Regions from separate parts of the Mus musculus genome. Here all the other regions are linked to region 6. The links are chromatin contacts, called in public promoter capture Hi-C maps. All regions are on one chromosome and are shown on one strand. Each heading gives the region's core, a stretch centred on a gene start, on an enhancer-like site or on the middle of the called end of the contact. The rest is flanking DNA. Distances are from core to core; before and after follow the strand shown. Region 1 holds the start of Zfp146 (zinc finger protein 146). Region 2 holds the start of Zfp260 (zinc finger protein 260). Region 3 holds the start of Syne4 (spectrin repeat containing, nuclear envelope family member 4). Region 4 holds the start of Capns1 (calpain, small subunit 1). Region 5 overlaps 4930479H17Rik (a long non-coding RNA gene). Region 6 holds the start of Psmc4 (proteasome (prosome, macropain) 26S subunit, ATPase, 4). Region 7 holds the start of Thap8 (THAP domain containing 8).

Region 1 (2,700 bases), core at 21-2,520, 2.1 Mb before region 6:
CACACTCCCAGCTAGTTCATCTGAGAGGTTTTGGAAATGCTTGTCTCTGAATTCTGTAGGAGCTTGGATTACAGGATAATTACAAACACAGTATGACAACTGACTTGTGCCACAAGAACTTTACCCACCTAGGCATCCCAGTCAGTTTGCTTGCCACTGTGGTACAATCACTTCCCTAACATCCCTAAAGGTCCTCCTTACATAGTCACAATCACACATGGTGGCACGCAGAAGGCACAGTACTCTGCATCATCCAGCCATAACTGAACATTCACTCAGGGGCCAGTCACTCTTTAGCAAAGATAGTCCACACCCGCATACACACAGTATTACACACTGTCACAAAGTCCTCCTCCTTCTTTCTCCCTTCTCTCCAAGAACACAAGGATACTCACGCACTGCCGACGCAGAGCCACGGACACAGAACACTGCACACAGTACTACACAAGGTCACTTAACCCAGAGATACACAGTCACAGCTACAACTATATCCACACAACCCCAGGAATAAAGGTTATCGAGCACACAACACACTACAGGACCACGGGATACCACTTCCACAACCACAAGATCCCGGAACACATAACATCACATATGTTTGCACAGCAACAATCAGATATACACCTTGGAGACAGGTGATTACAACAGCACACTACTTGTAAGCACTGACAACCGGTCACCACCACAATCAAAACCACAATTAGAATCCCGCAGCCCAGTCCTGCTTCAGCGTGCACAACCCCGTTCAGGACACGCCTGTTCCCCACCCCCGTTCAGTACTCCCCAGACCATTTACCTTGGGTCTCAGTAGAAGGCGCGCGCATCCTGCTTCAGCCAAAGGTAAAGGTTTCATCAAAGTTGAGCTACAATGTCAGCTCGCTATGGACTCTGGGAAACGTAGTCCATAGCCACATCAGCCCCGGACAAAGATGGTGTCCTTTCACCTTGGGGTCTGGGCTCAGTGTATTATTGAGACGCCGCCCGTGAAGTACCAAAGAGGAAGTCCCCACTCCAAACATCTTACCAGGCGTGAGCTTATTTGGGTCCAAGTGACAACAATCTACTCTAAGAAACCCCAAATCACAAGAGGCGGCCAGGTTTGTGCGTGGGAGACGGATAAGCAACCCGCAGTGCCTTGTGGGAAGTGTAGTCCAAAGTCGTAAAAGCAGTATTGCTGATAATAGACAACAGCCTGGCTAGGCTTCAGTGAACAAGCCCTGAGATGTCGCGGAGACTTCTGGGAGTGCTCACTCACTCCCTGAGTGCGCAGACGCAGGGGCAGCGAGTGGACATTTTGGTCTTTGTCCGCGGGTCAGCACGGCCGTCGTGTCCACGTGGCGCCAAAGTAGGAGGTGGGATCTGGGCGTCCTGGGTCGGTGGGTTCGGGAGGTTGGAGGGCAGTGTTTCCGATCTTTGGAGGTGTAGCGCGGGGTTCAGGGAGTGGGCTGAAGAGCATTGGATCTTGGTGAAGGCGGAGGTGGGGGCCTCTGAGGAAAGCTTGAGCGTTTGAGACCGAATTTGACTGCAAAGTTTGACCCACTATTTGGAATGATTGAGTGGGTGTGGAGCTGGGTGTAGGATTGTGGGTGGCTATGCTTCACGAGGCAATGAGGAGACCCATGTTGAAGTATCACGTCTGCGCGGTAGTTCCCGAGTCGAAAGTGCTGATAATTATAACGGGGCCATCTTCCCGAAGAGCATCCGTTTTATTTGATTACTTGAAAGGTGGGATGAAGCTAAGGGTTAAATACTTTTAAAACTGTATTTATTGATGGTGAGTTTTATACGCAAATGCATTTCGTGATATGTGCAGAAAGCCTTAGTAAACATGTTTAGATTTTAAAAGACGATCTGTGTACTAAAACGCGGTTGTTTATGAATGGAGGTAGAATACAGATTACTCTGTCATGCTTAATTAAGGAAACATTTGGTTTGGAATTGTTTGTCCCGGGGGTGCCAGCCATAGACTTCATTTCTGATTTTTGAGGTACTTTAATAGAGCTGTTAGGCAAATTCGAGTTTCGGTTTGAAGAGCGTCATTTCACTAAAAACCCAGGATTAAGGGGTCTAATTTAGATTTAGGTTAGGCACAGTTCCTCATTTAAAGCATATATATATATATATATATATATATACATTTATTTGTGTGGGCATGCTTGCCACAGTCGGTTCTGTCCTCCATCATGTGGGTTTAGGGTCGGAATCCAGGTTGTCAGCCTTGGAAGCAAAGCGCCTTTGCACACCCCCCCCCCCAAGCTCTCTCACTGGTCCATGTTTTTAGTTTTTTGAAAAAAACTTAGTGATTACTGTGCTATATCGTAGATGTCATAACTCCTTCACGAGTACAGTTCTGTGAATTGTGTAGCACATGTGAAAAACTACTTCTCCCTGCTGTGGCAGTCATTAAAGACATCCGCAGCTTTGGCTTTTCTCCTAATGGTAAAAGTTAAGCAGTACCTGATTAAGATTTGCAAGTGGGTAGCTTTCAAATTTATGAATAGCTGCCACTAGTTGATACATTGTAAAAACAAAAAACAAAAAAACGAAACAAAAGTAGTTTTTTAAATATCACTGAAGCTGGACACATACACACCTTTAATTCCCAACACTTGGGAGGCAGAGGCAGTTGGATCTCAGAGTTTCAGGACCCCTTAACTACACAGAGAAACCCTGTCTTGAAGAACAAAAACAAAATGACAA
Region 2 (2,700 bases), core at 135-2,634, 2.0 Mb before region 6:
TATAGAGCGAATTCCAAAACAGTTAGGGCCACACTGAGACTACCCTGACTCAGAAGGAAGGAAGGAAGGAAGGAAGGAAGGAAGGAAGGAAGGAAGGAAGGAAGGAAGGAGGGAGAAATGAAAGCAAAACGATGATGAGCCAGCTATAACAGCGCATGCCTTTAGTCCCAGCACTTGGGAAGCCTATCTCGAGAGTTCCAGGACAAGCAGGACTATGAACGCAGACCATTTTTTGTTGTTTGTCATGTTTTAAAGACTGACCAAAAACTACTCAGAAGAAAATCTGTATGTTAACAAAAGCTACTTGGTATGGATAAATCTGGACAAATTAGGAGTCTTAATTTGGAGCTGAAGGGATTGCTCAGTGGATAAGAACACTGGCTGTTCTTCCAAAGGACTCTAGTTCAACTCCCTGTACCCACATGCCAGCTCACAACTGTCTATAATTCCAGTTCCAGGGGATCCAATGTCTTCTTTTGGCCTCTGCAGGTTCCACGTACACATATATTCAGGCAACACACACACACACACACACACACACACACGAGCCCTGTCCTTTGACAAATCAGAGTGCTAAATTAAATAGCTTTCTTGACCTCTCTGTGCTAAAGGGGGGACAATTAATTACCTTACTGATTCAATCCCATCTGCAGCAGTGAAAAGTACATTCTAAGGGCTAGTCCGTAAATTTGGGACTACTCAAAACTAGCTCATCTGGTTTTTCCAAGTAGCAAGTTAATGCCTACAGATGTGTAGGCATCCAATAACGAGTTATTGGAAATCTTTGTTACAAAGAATATTTTTCAAAGGAACGTTGGTTTCATTTTTTTACTGTAGACTTGTTTTGATTTTTAAAAACCAGGTTTAAAACTACTCACTCAATTATCTTTTTCCCTTTCCTGTTTTCCAGAAGAAAAAAAAACACCTCGTTTTTATTTTTAAAATAAATGCGACATGTATTAGAAAACCACCCCTGTATTTTTACAAACTTGAAACCAGTTTCTCGCTCACTCGAAACAAACCAAAACACACCCTTACACGTATGCTCACCCCGCCCGCAAACCCACCCCGGTTTCTGATCTCCCCAGCCCCCATCCACCCAAGTTCTCAGCTCCACCATCACAGTAGGCGTTTTCGCCCCTTCAGGCATCCTCGCCCGGGCAGGTGGGTAAACCCTCCCCCACAGCTCCTTTGCCTTTACTCAGTCTGGGAAAATCCCGGTCCTACAGACCCCGAAATCAAACTCACCCAGACAAAGGCGACGATGGCGAGCCACGAAGCCTGCGCCTGCGCACTCCTTCAGTGAGCTAGCACTCCCAGAGGTCTCTGCCCACCAGGGCTCTGAACTAGAGGATCTTTTTCCATTCTAGTCTCTCTCTTTCGCTCTCTTTTTAACTGTGAACTACATTTCCCAGAAGTCTCAGGGGTTCTAGTTAATTTCCCCTCCACTCTCCCGAGAACTTTTCCCAGTGGATAAGTAGTAAAAGGTTGGAACTCAGATACTACCACTTTTACACTGTGTTACCGCAAAGGACAATGGTGTGCCAAGGTGTGTAATGAGTGCAGCTTAAACTCACAGAATAGGCTTTTCCTTGCCTCCAGGGCGAGATTCCCAGTAAGGCGCAATCCTCTGGGTTTTACGGGAGAGGACGCCATCTTGGCCACCGTGGCGCACTGCTGAACTACATTTCCCAGAAGGCATCTCAGGCTGATAGTTGGCAGCTCTGCAGAGAGTTGTATCAGACTCTGGTGTTAAGGAAGCGATTGCTACAGTATCACAAACTGAAGCCAGGCTGGAATTGAGACTGATAATTGGGTTCAGACTAAACAATCAGGAAAATGAACTATTGTGAAATTGTAATTTTTGTAGCCGTATGTCCTAGGGTTGTGACAGTGTGTAACAATGTGGAAAGCAGTATGCAGGTGAGTTGTGGGGTCCTGTGGGAGGTTTGTTAATGCGTTACCTGAGTGTTAGGTCCCAAAACTGGGGCAAATGGCTGAGATGCCTGTTAACATATCAAAGCAGCTGATGGCCTGGTGAAGGTGTTACAGCTCTAAAGGGAAAGCTATCCTACAGTTGGGAGCCAAGGAATACCACAAAGTCACACCCTACAGCAAACCTCGGGAGAGATGTATTAGGAAAGCCTCAAGAAGTTGGGTGCCTTTGCTTGGGAGAGAATCAACAAAGAACAGAACAGGAGGCAGGCATTATATAGGGTTTGGGGGGAAAGGAGGCGGGGCTTCCAGGGCGGCCTGGGATTCTTCCCCCCGCCCCCGCCCTTTTTTCCTCTATAGAGTGGATCTTGTCTGTATCTCAAGGGGCTGGAAACAGCCTTCTCAGTGGTAGAACAGTCTAGAAGGCTGGCCCTGAATACTCTTGCACATCAAGGGACTGGGCCAGGCCATTAGATTAGTATAGAGGTGGGGCCTGGCTACCTGTGCTTGTCCTGGGCTACCCTGCCTCCTACCCTGAAATCTCCCACCAGAGTTGGGCTGTCCCTTCCCCAGCTTCTCTTCCCTATATAATCTAGCCCGTTTGACCTCTTGTCCACCATGCTTGGTTTTCTGCTCTCCTGACCTCTAGGCTTCTGCCTCTCTCCTTATCAAACAGCCCAGTGTGAAACCAAAAAGGTGCCACCGTGAACTGTGAGCTAAATTCTTGATCCTGGAATATATGACTGTCCTTATGGCTTACCAATA
Region 3 (2,700 bases), core at 175-2,674, 2.3 Mb before region 6:
AGTCAGAGTGCTGGAGATTCCAGGGGACCAAAATCAGGGCCAATGGGCCAAGACACTACCCCTACTCCCAAGCAGGCTGCTGCCTTGTGGATGTTTCTCTGAAGCCACACCCATTCGAGAACCAACATTTGGGCTGCTCCCACTTGGCAGCCCTTTACACCAAGGCTGAAGACATCTAATTTAAGATTTCCAGGTTCCCGAGCCTTCTAGAAAGGTCTTTATATGGGTCTAAACTAGGAAGGATAATGGAGCAGAGTACCCCCAAAAGGAATGGGGTTATTAATAAAATTCTCATTTCCTACTTGGTAAAACGTGGAAATATGTCCAGCTTGGAGATGATAAAATGTAACTCCAGTTCTCTGAGGCAAGAGAACTGAAAGTTCAAGGGCAGCCTGAGCTACACAGTGAAAGCATATCTCAAATAAGGAGGTCGGGGGAACCGGGGAGATGGCTCAGTTGATAAAATGTTTGCTGTACAAGCAAGTGCTCAAAGAACCAAGCATGTGGCACCGGCTGGTCAGTGACTGGAGGCAGATTCGTGGCGCTCACTCACCAGCCACCCTAGCCAGGTTCAATGGGAGACTCTGTCACATAGTGGAAAGTGACTGAGAGACACTGGCACCGGCACGCATGATGTGCCTGTATCCCTGCTCACACTTAGGCACACAGAGTAAATACACAAAACGATTAAAAATAAGTGAAATACTGATTGGCAACCAGATGTCCTTACGGTGTCCCTTCCTCCACAGCACCCCCCAGAATCATATCATCTGAGCAAGGGGCAGATTCCGGGGGACAGACAGGAAGTGGGACTGGAACAGAGGGTGTGCTCAGCTCACCTCACAGGGCTTGCCCCCGTCTTGATGCTCATGGGAAGAGGCCAGGGGGAGTCTTGAGGGGCTGGTGGCAGACTCAGTGCTCTTCAGTTCACCCATGCAATGCTCAGGCAGGCCCAAGGAGGCCTGGACCTGCTCTGGCCTAGAGAGGAGAAAGGTTGATGGGCCACCTGTGAGGCACAGTGTCTCCTTTTCCACCTCACCATATGCCCACTTTTCTCCATGTCCTTCTTCAGTCAGTCACACATGGCCCTTCCCACAGACCCCTCCCTCCCTCCCTCCCTCCTTCGGAACCACTATCAAGCCCCAGTCCCCACCTGCTTGTCTCTTCCTCAGGTGCAGGGCAGATGGTCCCTCCGACAACATCCAGCTCTCTAGGAGCTGCCAGGGGACAATTCACAGGCTCTGGCGGGAATTCACGGCCAAGAGGTGGAACCAGGGCCATGGCCGTGCACTTGGGGATCGTCAGGTGAGGATGTCCAGTAACAGCAGCCGCTTTCTTAGACAGTCCAGACCCCCATGCTTTCTCAGCAGGACTCACAGCCTAAGTCCGAGGCTACTGAGGGGCCCAGGGGCCAGCCTAGCTCCACCCCTTCCTGGAAGAACCTGGACTAGAGAAATCTGATGCCTGGCTGAGGTGCGGAGGCATTTAACTCCTTCCTCCCCAGCAGGAGAACCTAAACCTTCCAATACCACCCGCTCGCCATCGTGGGGCTTTGAGAGAAAACGTCACCCATCTCAAGACCTTGGATCCTGTCACCTTCAGGGACACCTGTGTCTCAGGGCCCGTCCCATTCATTTAAAGTCTCAGGTATAAGGATACTGAAAAAAAGTCCCAGCACCTGGCAGCTAAAGCCTGTCACCTCAGGCAAGCTGGTCTCAAGTTCAAGGCCAGCCTAGGCAACTTATGGAAGCCCTATTGCAAAACTAAAAAATAATGCAATTGTTGCCTGGGTTGTAGTTTAGTGGTACAGCATTTGTCTAGCATCCAAGAAGCCCTAGGTTCTATCTCCAGTATTGAAGGGGGAGGGGGGGGCAGAGAGAAAGAAACTGAAGTATCTCTTCCCATCTAGTTAAAAAAAAAAAAATCCAAAACGAGTAAAGGTATTTTCTGTTTATTTGGAATGGTGTCTTCTCCATGGTTTCCATAGTTACTGGGGAAATAAATAACCCTGGACAGCTACCTCTGCCCTAGGGTTCCAAGGTCTTAGAACCTGGTGGTCACTTGCTCAGCAGGAGGCTGGCGCGCAGCACACGGGGCACGCGGCGAATGGTCAGTGAGACACGGGTGCCGCGCACCAGGTGGGCTCCGGGCAGCGCTGACTTGCAAGCGGTGGCATTGGGTGGCAGCGAGGTGGCGTCCAGCTCATCCACACGGGTAGCTGAGATGCCGTGGAGCAGGCGTGTGTAAGCTGTGCCCCGGAGCACCAGCAGGCTCCGTGGTTCCACCAGCAGCGAGGTGATGGGCCGTTGAGGAGGCCTGGGCTGCGGGAATCAGTTGATAATGGTAAATGGATATCCAGAGTTTGGGAGTGTGTGAAAAGTCAGCGGGCATCCGTAGCTGGTCAGGGGACAAGGGTCAGCAGGCCCTCAGGAGTGGTAATCTATAGGTTCTGGGGACAAGACTATTGGCCCGCCGTGTGTGTGTGTGTGTGTGTGTGTGTGTGTGTGTGTGTGTGTCCAGTTCTTTGGGAGGAGACAGGGCCTATGCTGCATTTTAAGACATAAAGGGCTACTACATTGTGGGAGCTTCAGCTGGCATCTGAGGGGCTGGGACAGACATGGGCAGTCCTAGGGATACTTACGCAGAGCTAATCTGGGGGTGCACTGCTGGGGTCAGGCTCTAATACAGAGGTTAAAGGGA
Region 4 (2,700 bases), core at 11-2,510, 2.1 Mb before region 6:
AGTGTGGCAGGGAGGGGTGTGGCAGAGAGGGAATCCACATTAGTCATCACCAAATGATTTATCCGCTAAGGCTTAGGCCTGGGTCGCCACCCTCTGTGCTCCCGCCTTTTAGAGTTTCCGGTTTCGACAGGTTAAATCTTGCTTCACACACACACACACACACACACACACACACACACACACACACACACACACAGGTTTGAGCAATGATTACCTGGCCTGGTCCCAGCAAGCCCTTAGGTGGCGTTAGTGCAATTACGGTCTTGTCTGCTGAGATCTTATTTGACTGATTATCATATTAAGTTATCGGAGATTCTTTGAACAGGTAAAGCAGACTGGTTGTTTAACCTCAGTTTACTTATACATAGAATGGGGACAATAACAGACCTATCCCACAGGCCTGCTTCGAGGACACACAACCTAGTGAGTGGAGAGTATTTAGGGACCGGCAGGTATTTGTCGATGTTGTTTAAGGATGAGCAAGAGTAAACGAGCTAAGGGAACCAGGTGAGCTCCCAGCTGAGGGAACAACATGGCGACATAGGGACTAACAGAAGAGCTGCCATTTACTATGTATTTATCACTTAATTCTGATAGGGGCTTACCCTAGTGTCCTCTAGGGTCTCATGTAGCCCAAGCCGGTCACAAACTTGTTATGTACTGAGAATGGCTGCCTGCCCTCACCTCCCAGTGCTGGTTTTACAGGTGTGTGTCATCACGCCTGGCTATGTTCCCGCCTTACACATGAGGAGGTCATTACTCAGAGACACCAGGTCACTGTTTTAGGGATGAGCAATAAAGACTCAAACCGAGGTTTATATAGTTCCTAGGGAGTGGCCAGACAGCCAGACTAGAAGCCCAACAGCGACCTGGGTGAGAGGCACAAACTGATGGTAAACTTAAGATGTAGATTCCTAGCATTCGGGAAACAGAAGCAGGAGGATTGTTTCAAGTTCGAGGTTAGCTAGGGCTTTAGGTCATCATTTAGAGGATGTTTAACAAACCTCTGTCTCAAAGTGCACAATGAATGAATGAATGAATGACAACTGAAGTCCTTTTTTGCAACTATATACTGCAACGGTGACCGGGTACCCTGTATCTAGTTCCTGGAGGCTCCAGTACCTGGGCGTTAGAATAATTTATTCGTACTCAAAGCTATTTAATCTGGACAGCGTTGAATTTCCAGCAGTGTGTGTATGGGGACGGATGAGCTAAGCAGAGACTTGCAACCATAACCCTCCCGCGCAGGCGCAGTCTGCAATGGAGGCTCTAGGACCGCGCAGACGACGGCTGGGTGGCGGCAGGGTCTAACCCGGAGTAGCTGCCTGAGTCACCGGCCCCGCCCTCCCGAACCGGACACAGCGGAGGCCCTGCAGCAGGCGAGCAAGACCGCGGACCGCCGGATCCGTAAGTGAGACGGGACACTCCAGTCCAGCACCCCTGCACCCTGTAGATCCGGAATCCGTAGTCCTCAGATCTGGCGAGACCCTAAAGTCTTGGCCCTTGGGGGGTCCTAGGACCGGTGTTCTCAGATTCGAACCATCGGGCCTGTCAGCCCCTCCAGAACACTCCTTACCATCCCGGATCTGACGACCAAAAAATATAAGCCCAAAGATCAGAGAGATACCCGGAAATTATTTTGGGCGTCTAGAACCACAATCCGAGATCGTGGTTCCCATTTGCGGTGGGAAGAACTCCGTTATCCAGGATCCTCCGGGCGCACAGCCATAATTTTTGGCCGGAGCCCACAGATCCCGTAGTGACAGTGTAGTCCCTCTGTCGAGAGTATCTGAATGTCTTAATCCACATTAGGAACTTCCTGGTCAGCCCTGGGTCATCCCTACCCTGAGCTTAATTTTGGAAGGCCTGGATCTGAGACACGTTCGGTTTTACACACCTTAGGGTTTCTACACGAGAATCCCCTGTTTTCCCGCTGCCTCAAGACAGGGTAAAGCAGGCAGGCGCTGTAGCCGAGGCTGGCCTTGAACTGGTCCTCCAGCCTCAGCCTCCCAATTTCTGGGATTACAGTAGAGCGCTACCACGCACGCCCAGCTGTACCCCTGTCCTCATGCCTATATATATGCAGTCAAGCCTGGGCCAGGGTACTTTCTAGACCCTAGGAGGTTTCACATCTCCTATCACCTGTCCAGACCCCTAGCTAGAGGCTCTGTCCCCATCTCGAGGCCTTAGTTTCCTCCCCAATCTAGTTGCCGGAAATGCTTGCTTTTTTTTTTTTTTTTTTTTTTTTTTTTGCGGGAAGGGCTGGGCTCCTGGCAAGGCCACTACCCGACCCACCCCTTTTACTTTACAGGACTCAGCTGCGATCATGTTCTTGGTGAATTCGTTCTTGAAGGGCGGCGGTGGCGGTGGGGGAGGCGGGGGTCTGGGCGGGGGCCTGGGGAATGTGCTCGGAGGCCTGATCAGCGGAGCTGCTGGCGGCGGCGGCGGTGGCGGTGGAGGCATGGGACTGGGAGGAGGTGGCGGAGGCGGTGGAACTGCCATGCGCATCCTGGGCGGAGTCATTAGCGCCATCAGGTAAGGCGGGGCCTGAAGGGGCGGGGCGGGCCAAATAATAAAGACTCACTTAGAGTCCGACCTGAGAATTCTTAATTAGTCTGGGCTGATCCATACCGGAAAACTGGCCCTAAGGGGATTCTAGCGAGGCTGGTGTCACTTTTTAGTACCAGGATTAGTAAACCT
Region 5 (2,700 bases), core at 158-2,657, 2.3 Mb before region 6:
CTACTCCCTTCCTCGGAACCCAGGCTTCCCACTGCGACCCTTCCTAGGGCCTCAGAACTTCTAGCCAAAAGCTTCTTCCTCCTCAGCAGGCTATGGAGGCTGTTCCTCTGTTCTAGAATGTTCTTCCGGTGTCGGCTTCCTCACTTGACCGCTTTGCCCCATTCTTCTGTTTACAGGAATATAGAGCCTCTGCTCCCTCCAAACACGATCAAACCAGTTCTCTATACTCAAAGACCCTTTTCTAGTCCTAATGTCTCTCAAATAAGCTCTCTCCTTCTCTCCTTCCCCACCAAGTCTCCTTCCCTTCCTTCCTGACTCTCTCCCCACTCGTCCCTCTCTGCCCTTCCCTCACATCCTCCTCTTCCTCCTCTCCCTCCTCCTTGTAATTCCTCAACATTCCCTCGTCATGTGCCTGTTCATCTCCAACATGTCTCACCTCCTCAACCAATCCCTCTTCCCCCCCTCTTCCGCCATCTGCCTCTAGTCTCTAACCCCACAATTCCAACCTGATGGTAACAGGTCAGACTGGAGCCACACATCCCTTGCTGCTTCAGGGAGCGTGATGAGGGCCAGGACCAAGCTTAAAGATGGTACACAAGTGACTTGTAGTATACACAGCTCCCCCTGGGTCCCGATAGGCAAGAGCCCCAGCCTACCTATCCTATCCATTTCTGGGAGTGTGCCCACAGGGAAGAGGGTCAAGAGGCCCTCTAATACTCGGTCATCGCTGCCTTCATACCTGCTCGAACACCTTGATGCTCTGGATTTCCCACAGACATGTGGATGTACAAAGACGATGGCTGGTGACCTCAGAGCCAAGGGTGGAAAGGCTGCCTGACATGGCTCAGTGAAAGTGGAATTTCTTTGGACGCGATTCTGGCTGGTTAGGACAAGATCTATTGACAGACTGTGCCAGTAGATACGACAAACTGGTTCTGGAAGCATAATAAGGCAGGCAGACCAGAAAAAGTAAGCCATCTCTCCCAGCTCTGTGAAGTGTGTGTGTGTGTGTGTGTGTGTGTGTGTGTAGCAGCTTTTTGAGATGAGGGAACCAGAGCCCACAGAAGTTAGGTGTATGGTTCAAGTTCCCATGGCTTGAAAAAGACAGTGGGGATTCAAACCTGGCGGAATGGCCTCCCAATTTACCCAACTATTCTGGTTCCCTCCTCTGCGCTCCGGGTTCACTCAGACTCAACAGCTGCGTTTGTGGGTTTCTAGGGCCGCCGCTTAATCACAGCTTTCTTGGAAAACGGGGGCGCTGAGAAACCCGACTTCCGGCTGTGTGTGTGTGTTGCCACCGCCCGAAGGGCCCCGATGGTGGTGCTACTGTCAGTACCAATGAGCCGGCGCCCAGTGCCCGAGGGCTGCTGAGGAATCCACGTGGGCGAGCCTGCCTGGACCCAACGCCGCGGCGCCACCTGCTGGGCGCTCGCGGTGATGCCGCGGCTACGGCCGGGCGACTCGCAGTCAGCTTTCTGGGGTAATGGGCCTCCTGCTGCACATAACCTGCCTGTCAGTATTCTTACATCTTGAACCCTTCCTTCCAGGAACGGCAGGTGTAGAGCAGAATGCGGGTGACCAATCAAGTTCCCATGATATGCCATTCATCCGGTGGCACTGATGATTGGACATTCTTGTCAGCAAGCAAGACACAAGGGTACCAACTACTGCTGCTCAAGGGTGGCAGGGACCGCCAGGGCCTGGAGAAGCGAGAAGACCTGTTGAGGATCAGGGTCGGGAAAAATTACAAAACTACATTCTATTCCTCATGAAGCCGCCCCGAGACCGTTTTTAAAATTCGAATCATGTCCCTTCTCTACTCAAAATCCCCCAGTGCAATCACCCCGCCTGCCAGCAGCGCCAGAGTCCTGACAGTGATTTATAAGTCCTACATGAGGGACTGGAGGTGGGGCGCACCCAGTTGATAGAGTGCTTGCCTAGGATGTACAAAGCCCTGGGTTTGATCCCCAGTACTTGCCTATTCTCTCAGCACTCTGGAAGTGGAAGCAGACACACAGAAGTTCATAGTGATGTGCGAGACAAGCATAACATCCTGTCTCAAAATCAAGTAGGTGAATTAAATTTAAAATTAGAGCCGGTGAGATGGCTCTTCATCTCACTGGTTGCTAAGCCTGACGACCTAAGTTCGAGTCCCCGGGACCCACTGAGCAGGAGAGCCTTGGCACCTACGAGTTGCCTTTTGCTGGGCAGGTCTGCAAGCTTTGGACCACCTCTTTGGCAGCAGTAGTGGCTGGGCGTGGTGATGGTGGTGTGTGCACACCTTGGTACTGCTGCGTCACAGGCCTATAAATAGGTGAGGCTTTATGGGCTAAGTGGTAAGTGCTTTTATATATAATGTATGCATGCACATTATGTAATATATTCCTCACAGTCAACCTGGAGGCAGGTCTTTTTATTATCCCAGTTTTATAGAGAAACCAATTGGAGGTCGAAGGCGCTAAATCATTGCCCAGAGCCACACTCAGAGCAGGTGGCTGCTTGTAACCAAAATTCTCCGGGGCTATTGGAAAGGAGCCGCTTTGCCTAAGCAGCACAAAGCTTTGCGCAGACTCTAAATGCGGTCGGGCGCTGGCCATGGTGCTGAACAGAATAGCCGCAGCTTCTCCGCTTGAGATTGTCAGGTAACCTTGGAATTAAGGAGCTCTTTCTCAACCATGGTGATGAAAGAAACGTGAAAGT
Region 6 (2,700 bases), core at 3-2,502:
AATGATTTGTGCCTGCTACCTATCTGTGCCCCAATAAAAAGTTTACTTAACAAAAACTATAGCTGTTATGAAGTGTGGTAGTGTATATCCCTGGTACAAGGAATACAGATCTAGGTTCTAACCCTGCTTTACCAGTTGCTCAAGTGACTTCAGTGCTTGGCACCAGCTTCCTTCTTTGTAGAAGAGAATATAATACATACTAAGGATTTTAGCTGGGCTTGCTTAGCATATCAAAGTTCCTGAGCCATAACAACAATCAAAACTCAACAGGAGGCTGAAAAGATGGCGCACACAGTCTGTAACTCCAGTGCCACAGATTCCTATGCCCTTTTCTGGCTTCTGCATGTACTGAATCCAGGTGCACAAATTCGCACTCCGATATACACATGTACACGTAACTAAATATAAAATCCTTTCAAAACGTTTAATTATGTGTAAGTGTGTTTCTGCTAGCGGGGACGTGTGCTTGAGTGCAGGTGCCTGCAGAAACCGAAGGAGTTGCCTACAGATGCTAGTGAGCTGCCCCACCTGGGTGCTGGGAACCGAACTCGGGTCCTGTAGAAGAGCCACAAGTGTTCTTCAGCACTGGGCCATCTTGACAGCCCCTAAAAATAATGTGAAGAGGACAGAGAAGAAAAGATTCGACAGGACTCCGCAAAGATCTGCATTCGCAGCTGCCTCGGTTTCTCCAGCTTTGGTACGATCTGATTGGCTCCTCGCCGTTCTGTGACCTCTGCTTCTCTCTTCAGGTGGCGGCCAGAGAAGGTCAAGAGATTCTTCTGTGGAACTAAAGGCTTCTTTAGTGCCTCTCGTTTCTTATACTTAGTTATGTCTGCGAATTCCTTCTAACAAAGCTCTGGAGTTTTTAACAAGTTAGGACAGGACTTGATTAATCTTCATATTCTCAGTTCGGGGCTGGCTTTGTAAAGACAAGAAAGTAAAAAAGTGGATAATATTAAAATCAATCAATCAATCCTCTGGAGACTTTTCTTCAAGAGCAACTCGGCCGCGCCATCTACTGGAGAAACCTTCACAACGCGCGACGGGCCGCGAAGCAGGATGGCGCCAGAACAAGAGTTACTGCGCACGCGCAACATCCTTGCGGGTCCGCGCGCGCGCGCCTGGAGCGCAGAGCGCAGGAACCCATCTTGGGGGCGGAGCCCAGGGCTAAGAGTTTCCCGCCCTTCCTGTTATCCGGCCCGTCAGGTCAACCCGCAGCGGTACCTTAAAAACTACGTTTCCCAAGATGCTCTATGTGAAGGACTTCCGTTGGCGTCAGCGGAAGCCGTGACTGGCCGGGCTGCACTGAGGCCGGCTTGGTCACTATGGAGGAGATAGGCATTTTGGTGGAAAAGATTCAGGTGCAGTGGGGATCTGGGTTTCTTAGCGGGAGCTGGACATGAGTGGGGTGCTGAGGGGTTCTCAGGATCCCAGCTCTGGGCTGGGTGGTTTCAGAGGCCTCGGTGTCGAGCTTTGGGTGGTCCCGGGGCCTGGCGGGGTAGTCATGTTGTCAGGAGGGCGGCAAAGCTCAGAAAAGCAGAGCGGGAGGAAAGTGGCGTTGAACTTAAAGACTTTTCAGACAGAACGGTTGCGAGGCCTGGAGAGCTGTGCTTACTAGCTTTTCGGTTTGGGGTCTGGACCAGGTGGAGGATGATGTATGGGGGCCCCGTGGCCTAGGTATGTTCGTGGCCAAGGGACCAGTGGACTCACTGTGCTTGGGACGTGAACGGTGAGGCGTTAAGTATTGGTTGTGGTTTGGCTGAGTGACCTTTGGCTTTAACGTGAGTTGGGAATCTGACATGAAAGCTTTTGGGGGGGGGAGGGGAAGAACTGGGTAATGAGACTCTGAATGTGACTCTGACTTTAAAATCCATGGGACTTTTAGAACCTCTTGAGGGGACTGGGATGCTAAGGTTCGGTATGGAGCTGCTGCAAAACTTTCATGATGAGTTTTGTTTAAGGGGCCTACTATTAGCAATCTACATAGGGGACTGAGCAGCTCCTGTATCTATTGAGAGATAGTGAATGATGTCAGGTACTGGAGACATAGGTGACTTGGTGGCGAAATAGGAAGAACGCTTTCGCTGATTTCACGAGATGATTCTCTGCTTCCAACACCAAGTTGTCTTTACCGTCTACAGGATGAGATTCCAGCACTGTCCGTGTCTCGGCCGCAGACCGGCCTGTCCTTTCTGGGACCCGAACCTGAAGACCTGGAGGACCTGTACAGCCGCTACAAGGTGTGTTCAACCCTAAGCTGGCTCCTGCATACCTCCCATCCCCCATCACATACGCCCCCCCCCCCACCTCCCACTGTGGTACGGCAAGGCTGCAGCCAACCCTTTGCCCTCCCTGTGCGTGCAGAAGCTGCAGCAGGAGCTGGAGTTCCTGGAAGTGCAGGAGGAGTATATCAAGGACGAGCAGAAGAACCTGAAGAAGGAATTCCTCCACGCCCAGGAGGAGGTGAAGCGGATCCAGAGCATCCCCTTGGTCATCGGTCAGTTCTTGGAAGCTGTGGATCAGAACACAGCCATCGTGGGCTCCACCACAGGTGAGTGGTGAGGCAGGCTGGGAGCAAGGCAGGGTGATAGAATGGCCAGAGTACTGACCGATCCAGAAGTGGATACATACTTTATTTTCTGAATGTCTCTTTCTGCCTCTCAATTCACGTGTGTGCGTGTAGTTTCACCATCCAAGTGT
Region 7 (2,700 bases), core at 7-2,506, 2.2 Mb before region 6:
GGAAATGGGATAAAATTTGTTGGCTTCAGGGAGGGGCTGACATTCTAGTGGTGGGGACACCGTTGCATACCTCAACCTGTGATGCCCCAGAAAACCGTTTAAAGAGAAAAATAAGCCAAAAAATGAACAGGGAGAATGATGTGTGTGCACATCCCTCTCACCCCTTCCGCTCCCAAGGTAGCAATGAACTATCTACAGCTTCATAGCAGTAGCTCCCAAGACTCAAAGCTGGACCAACCCCGCCCCTCCCAGGGCCACGCCCCATGTTCGAATCTCCCAGGCCAATTGTCCCTGCCCAGGCGCCCCAAAGTGTTGGAGCCCTAATGTACTTATGTGTAGCTGTCCTACCCTGGCCAGTCCTGCCCAGTCAGCAATAACACTTGAGTCTGGGCCAAACCCTGTCCGGGTCCCCGAGCAATCCATCCGCCTCACGTCATCCCAGGGAAGAGCAACACTGCAACACGTGACAGGGGAAACTGAGGGCGCATGCGTACAAAATGTTCCTCGTGCTACCGCGGCTACGCCCCAATCACGGGATGGAGAGCAGCTGGCTACAATCTTCGCAATCCTAAACCTCACTATTTGTATAGGCAAGAGTAGGGCGGTGTTGTTCCCGACCCCAAGCCCACGGCTCTTTGGCTTCACCCTACCCCTATATCCATGAGACTGGTACAGCTTGAATAACTTCCCGGGACTGTTGCAAAAGACAGGATGAGCTCCATCAAAGTTAAAAGCTGTGTGTCTATGAACAGAGAAAGCACAGGTTAGTAGAGAAACCCAGCCAGACTCAGTAAGCAGTGAAATAGACAGGCCCTGGCCCCACCTTCCTTTAGCTCCGCCTCTTATCTCCCATTGGGCAATGAGCCTACCCGGAAGCTTTGTGATTGGCCAGCCGGGGTGCCGGCTGCGTCCAATGGGCGGTGGCGCCGGCTTTCCCGCGGCCATTCGCTATTCGAGTGGGTGCTGGCTACAGGCGGCTGTTAAGAAGCGTAACGGACACTGGTCTCCGACAGCATGATGGCTGCCTTAGCGGCCGGAGGTTATACGCGGAGTGACACGATAGAAAAGCTGTCCTCTGTCATGGCGGGAGTTCCGGCGCGGAGAAACCAGTCCTCCCCGCCTCCTGCCCCACCGCTCTGCCTCCGGCGGCGGACGCGACTCGCGGCGGCTCCCGAGGACACTGTGCAGAACCGGGTGAGAGGCTGGTCGTCCTGTTTACCCAACTCCGGGCTTCTCTGCCACCTTGGTCCCGCCTCGGGGCCTCGGTCCCTCCCATCGCTTCTTTATTTGCTCCCTCAGGCGGCTTCCCAGGCCCGCCTGGTCCGGAAGCCCCGCCCCCTTGGCAGAGGCTTTCCCCCTGCGTTCCTGCTGGCTTCAGGGTTTGGTGCTGCCCATCTTTCTGGCTCCACTTAGAGTTGGCACATTGCTTTATTTTAGTTCTAACTCCCGGGAAATGGTTTTGCATTTACAAATCATCTCTAATATCACTTTACTGTTCAGTGAGTGACCTAAGACACTTATCCCTTTCATTCCAGTGTGTCTTTGATTTTATTGGAATAGGGCTGGGGACCACTGCAGCCACCAGTGTGCTGTATCGGAGTCTGAGCGAGAGGCTGGCCTGTTGGCTCTTGCCACGCCTCCTCTGTAGCGCCTCGGGGTAAGGTGTGCTCTTCCAGGCCCCTATTTGGTTAACATTCCCCTGGTTTTGTTGTTGTTATATTGTTGTGGGTTTTGTTGTTGTTGTTATATTGTTGTGGTTTTTTTGTTTTTTGTTTTTGTTGTTTGTTTTTTCCTTTTGAGACAGGATTTCTTTGTGACTGAATTCATTCTGTAGACCAGCAGGCTGGCTGTGAGCTCTGAGATCTACCTTTCTGCCTCCGGAGTACTTGCCTGGCTTATTTGCGTAACATTTCTTGGTCTTCCTTCCTTTTTCTGTTCCTGATTTCTTTCCTGTTCCTTCACTAGAACTGATTTTTATCTACTTACGGCTTAAAATTATGGAGAATGTAAAAATCTTAGCACTGCTGCCTGGGGAGCAGGGTGTACAAAACAGTTCCACAAAATTTGAGTCACAGAAAGAAATGACTTTGGGTAGAAGGAATGCTATTAGTAAAACTTTTTTTTTTTTTTTTTTTGGTCAGGGTTTCTCCGTGTAGCCTTGGCTGACCTGGAACTGGCTGTGTAGACCAGACTGGCTGAGGTCAACTTTTGAGAGTTCATTCTCCCAGAGTCAGCTTTGGCCCCAAGGGCTTTTACCTACGGAGCTATTGGCTACTAGTCTAGAGGCAGTGGGACCTGGGAGAATGGAGTCATAAATGAGGCAAGCTAAAGTCTCCTGTAGTAGCCAACTTTAGTCTGAGCAGCAGACAGTTTGTACCCTGAGGGTTAAGAGGAGTCACAAGGACAAGTGACACACATGGCAAAAACATGTTTTTCCATCGAGACATATAAAGAAATAACAATACTTAGTGTAATGAATAATCTGAAATAGACTCACTCCTATCTCCTACACCTGGAGGGGCACAAAACCAGGAACAATTCAGTTCTGTGTTTTTGAAGAAACTGAGATCATGAGATTCTTGGCTTGGTTTCTTGGAGTTTTCTTACAAGCACCCAAATCTCACAGGGGTCCATTCTTGGACCATGTTCTGACACTGAGCTACCTCTCTGGCCCCAAAGCAACAGGTTTTTGTTTTCCTG

Evidence for each region. Promoter capture Hi-C pulls out the DNA fragments that hold promoters and counts their contacts. Capture Hi-C pulls out chosen DNA fragments and counts their contacts.
Region 1: a contact with region 6 is called in a promoter capture Hi-C map of liver, with 2.3 times the contacts expected there. The contact joins the promoter of Zfp146 here to the promoter of Psmc4 in region 6. A contact is called at or near these places in 9 of 39 promoter capture datasets (the 3T3-L1 cell line, the C10 cell line, the SN4741 cell line and 5 more).
Region 2: a promoter capture Hi-C map of adipose tissue shows a contact between it and region 6. The contact joins the promoter of Zfp260 here to the promoter of Psmc4 in region 6. A contact is called at or near these places in 3 of 39 promoter capture datasets (cranial neural crest and liver), 1 of 115 datasets of contacts at active chromatin or transcription factors (astrocytes) and 1 of 9 other capture datasets (adipose tissue).
Region 3: a promoter capture Hi-C map of cranial neural crest shows a contact between it and region 6. The contact joins the promoter of Syne4 here to the promoter of Psmc4 in region 6. A contact is called at or near these places in 3 of 39 promoter capture datasets (cranial neural crest, liver and second pharyngeal arch cranial neural crest) and 1 of 115 datasets of contacts at active chromatin or transcription factors (astrocytes).
Region 4: a promoter capture Hi-C map of liver shows a contact between it and region 6, with 2.9 times the contacts expected there. The contact joins the promoter of Capns1 here to the promoter of Psmc4 in region 6. A contact is called at or near these places in 1 of 39 promoter capture datasets (liver) and 1 of 9 other capture datasets (liver).
Region 5: a promoter capture Hi-C map of hippocampal neurons shows a contact between it and region 6, with 5 times the contacts expected there. The contact joins the enhancer-like site here to the promoter of Psmc4 in region 6. A contact is called at or near these places in 5 of 39 promoter capture datasets (cranial neural crest, hippocampal neurons, liver and 1 more).
Region 7: a promoter capture Hi-C map of pre-B cells shows a contact between it and region 6, with 3 times the contacts expected there. The contact joins the promoter of Thap8 here to the promoter of Psmc4 in region 6. A contact is called at or near these places in 5 of 39 promoter capture datasets (cranial neural crest, hippocampal neurons, liver and 1 more).

What each region holds. Positions count from the first base shown.
Region 1 is chr7:30,168,311-30,171,010 of GRCm38.p6, reverse strand. Zfp146 (zinc finger protein 146) reads left to right here and starts at 1,270. Exons shown (of 2, transcript NM_011980.4): 1 at 1,270-1,352. It overlaps Gm5113 (predicted gene 5113), which reads right to left and starts at 1,136. Exons shown (of 3, transcript NR_157376.1): 1 at 797-1,136.
Region 2 is chr7:30,093,760-30,096,459 of GRCm38.p6, reverse strand. It overlaps Zfp260 (zinc finger protein 260), which reads right to left and starts at 1,384. Exons shown (of 3, transcript NM_011981.4): 1 at 1,249-1,384.
Region 3 is chr7:30,313,540-30,316,239 of GRCm38.p6, reverse strand. It overlaps Syne4 (spectrin repeat containing, nuclear envelope family member 4), which reads right to left and starts at 1,424. Exons shown (of 8, transcript NM_153577.2): 1 at 1,154-1,424; 2 at 840-978; 3 at 1-10. The coding sequence starts at 1,281. Alkbh6 (alkB homolog 6) reads right to left here. Exons shown (of 7, transcript NM_198027.3): 7 at 1,937-2,321. The coding sequence ends at 2,058.
Region 4 is chr7:30,193,713-30,196,412 of GRCm38.p6, reverse strand. Capns1 (calpain, small subunit 1) reads left to right here and starts at 1,260. Exons shown (of 11, transcript NM_009795.4): 1 at 1,260-1,407; 2 at 2,312-2,535. The coding sequence starts at 2,327.
Region 5 is chr7:30,346,713-30,349,412 of GRCm38.p6, reverse strand. It overlaps 4930479H17Rik (a long non-coding RNA gene), which reads left to right. Exons shown (of 3, transcript XR_881936.2): 2 at 1,548-2,068; 3 at 2,212-2,700. Among named protein-coding and RNA genes, the nearest start is that of 4930479H17Rik, 5.9 kb to the left of the region's middle. Within about 2 kb of position 1,407, at least 29 of the 459 cell types and tissues checked have an H3K27ac peak or open chromatin away from gene starts, as enhancers often do. A contact at or near this core is called in hippocampal neurons, where this site is marked.
Region 6 is chr7:28,048,644-28,051,343 of GRCm38.p6, reverse strand. Psmc4 (proteasome (prosome, macropain) 26S subunit, ATPase, 4) reads left to right here and starts at 1,252. Exons shown (of 11, transcript NM_011874.2): 1 at 1,252-1,361; 2 at 2,142-2,240; 3 at 2,365-2,551. The coding sequence starts at 1,326.
Region 7 is chr7:30,278,650-30,281,349 of GRCm38.p6, reverse strand. Thap8 (THAP domain containing 8) reads right to left here and starts at 1,256. Exons shown (of 3, transcript NR_144498.1): 1 at 870-1,256; 2 at 651-742. It overlaps Wdr62 (WD repeat domain 62), which reads left to right and starts at 940. Exons shown (of 33, transcript NM_146186.4): 1 at 940-1,194. The coding sequence starts at 1,018.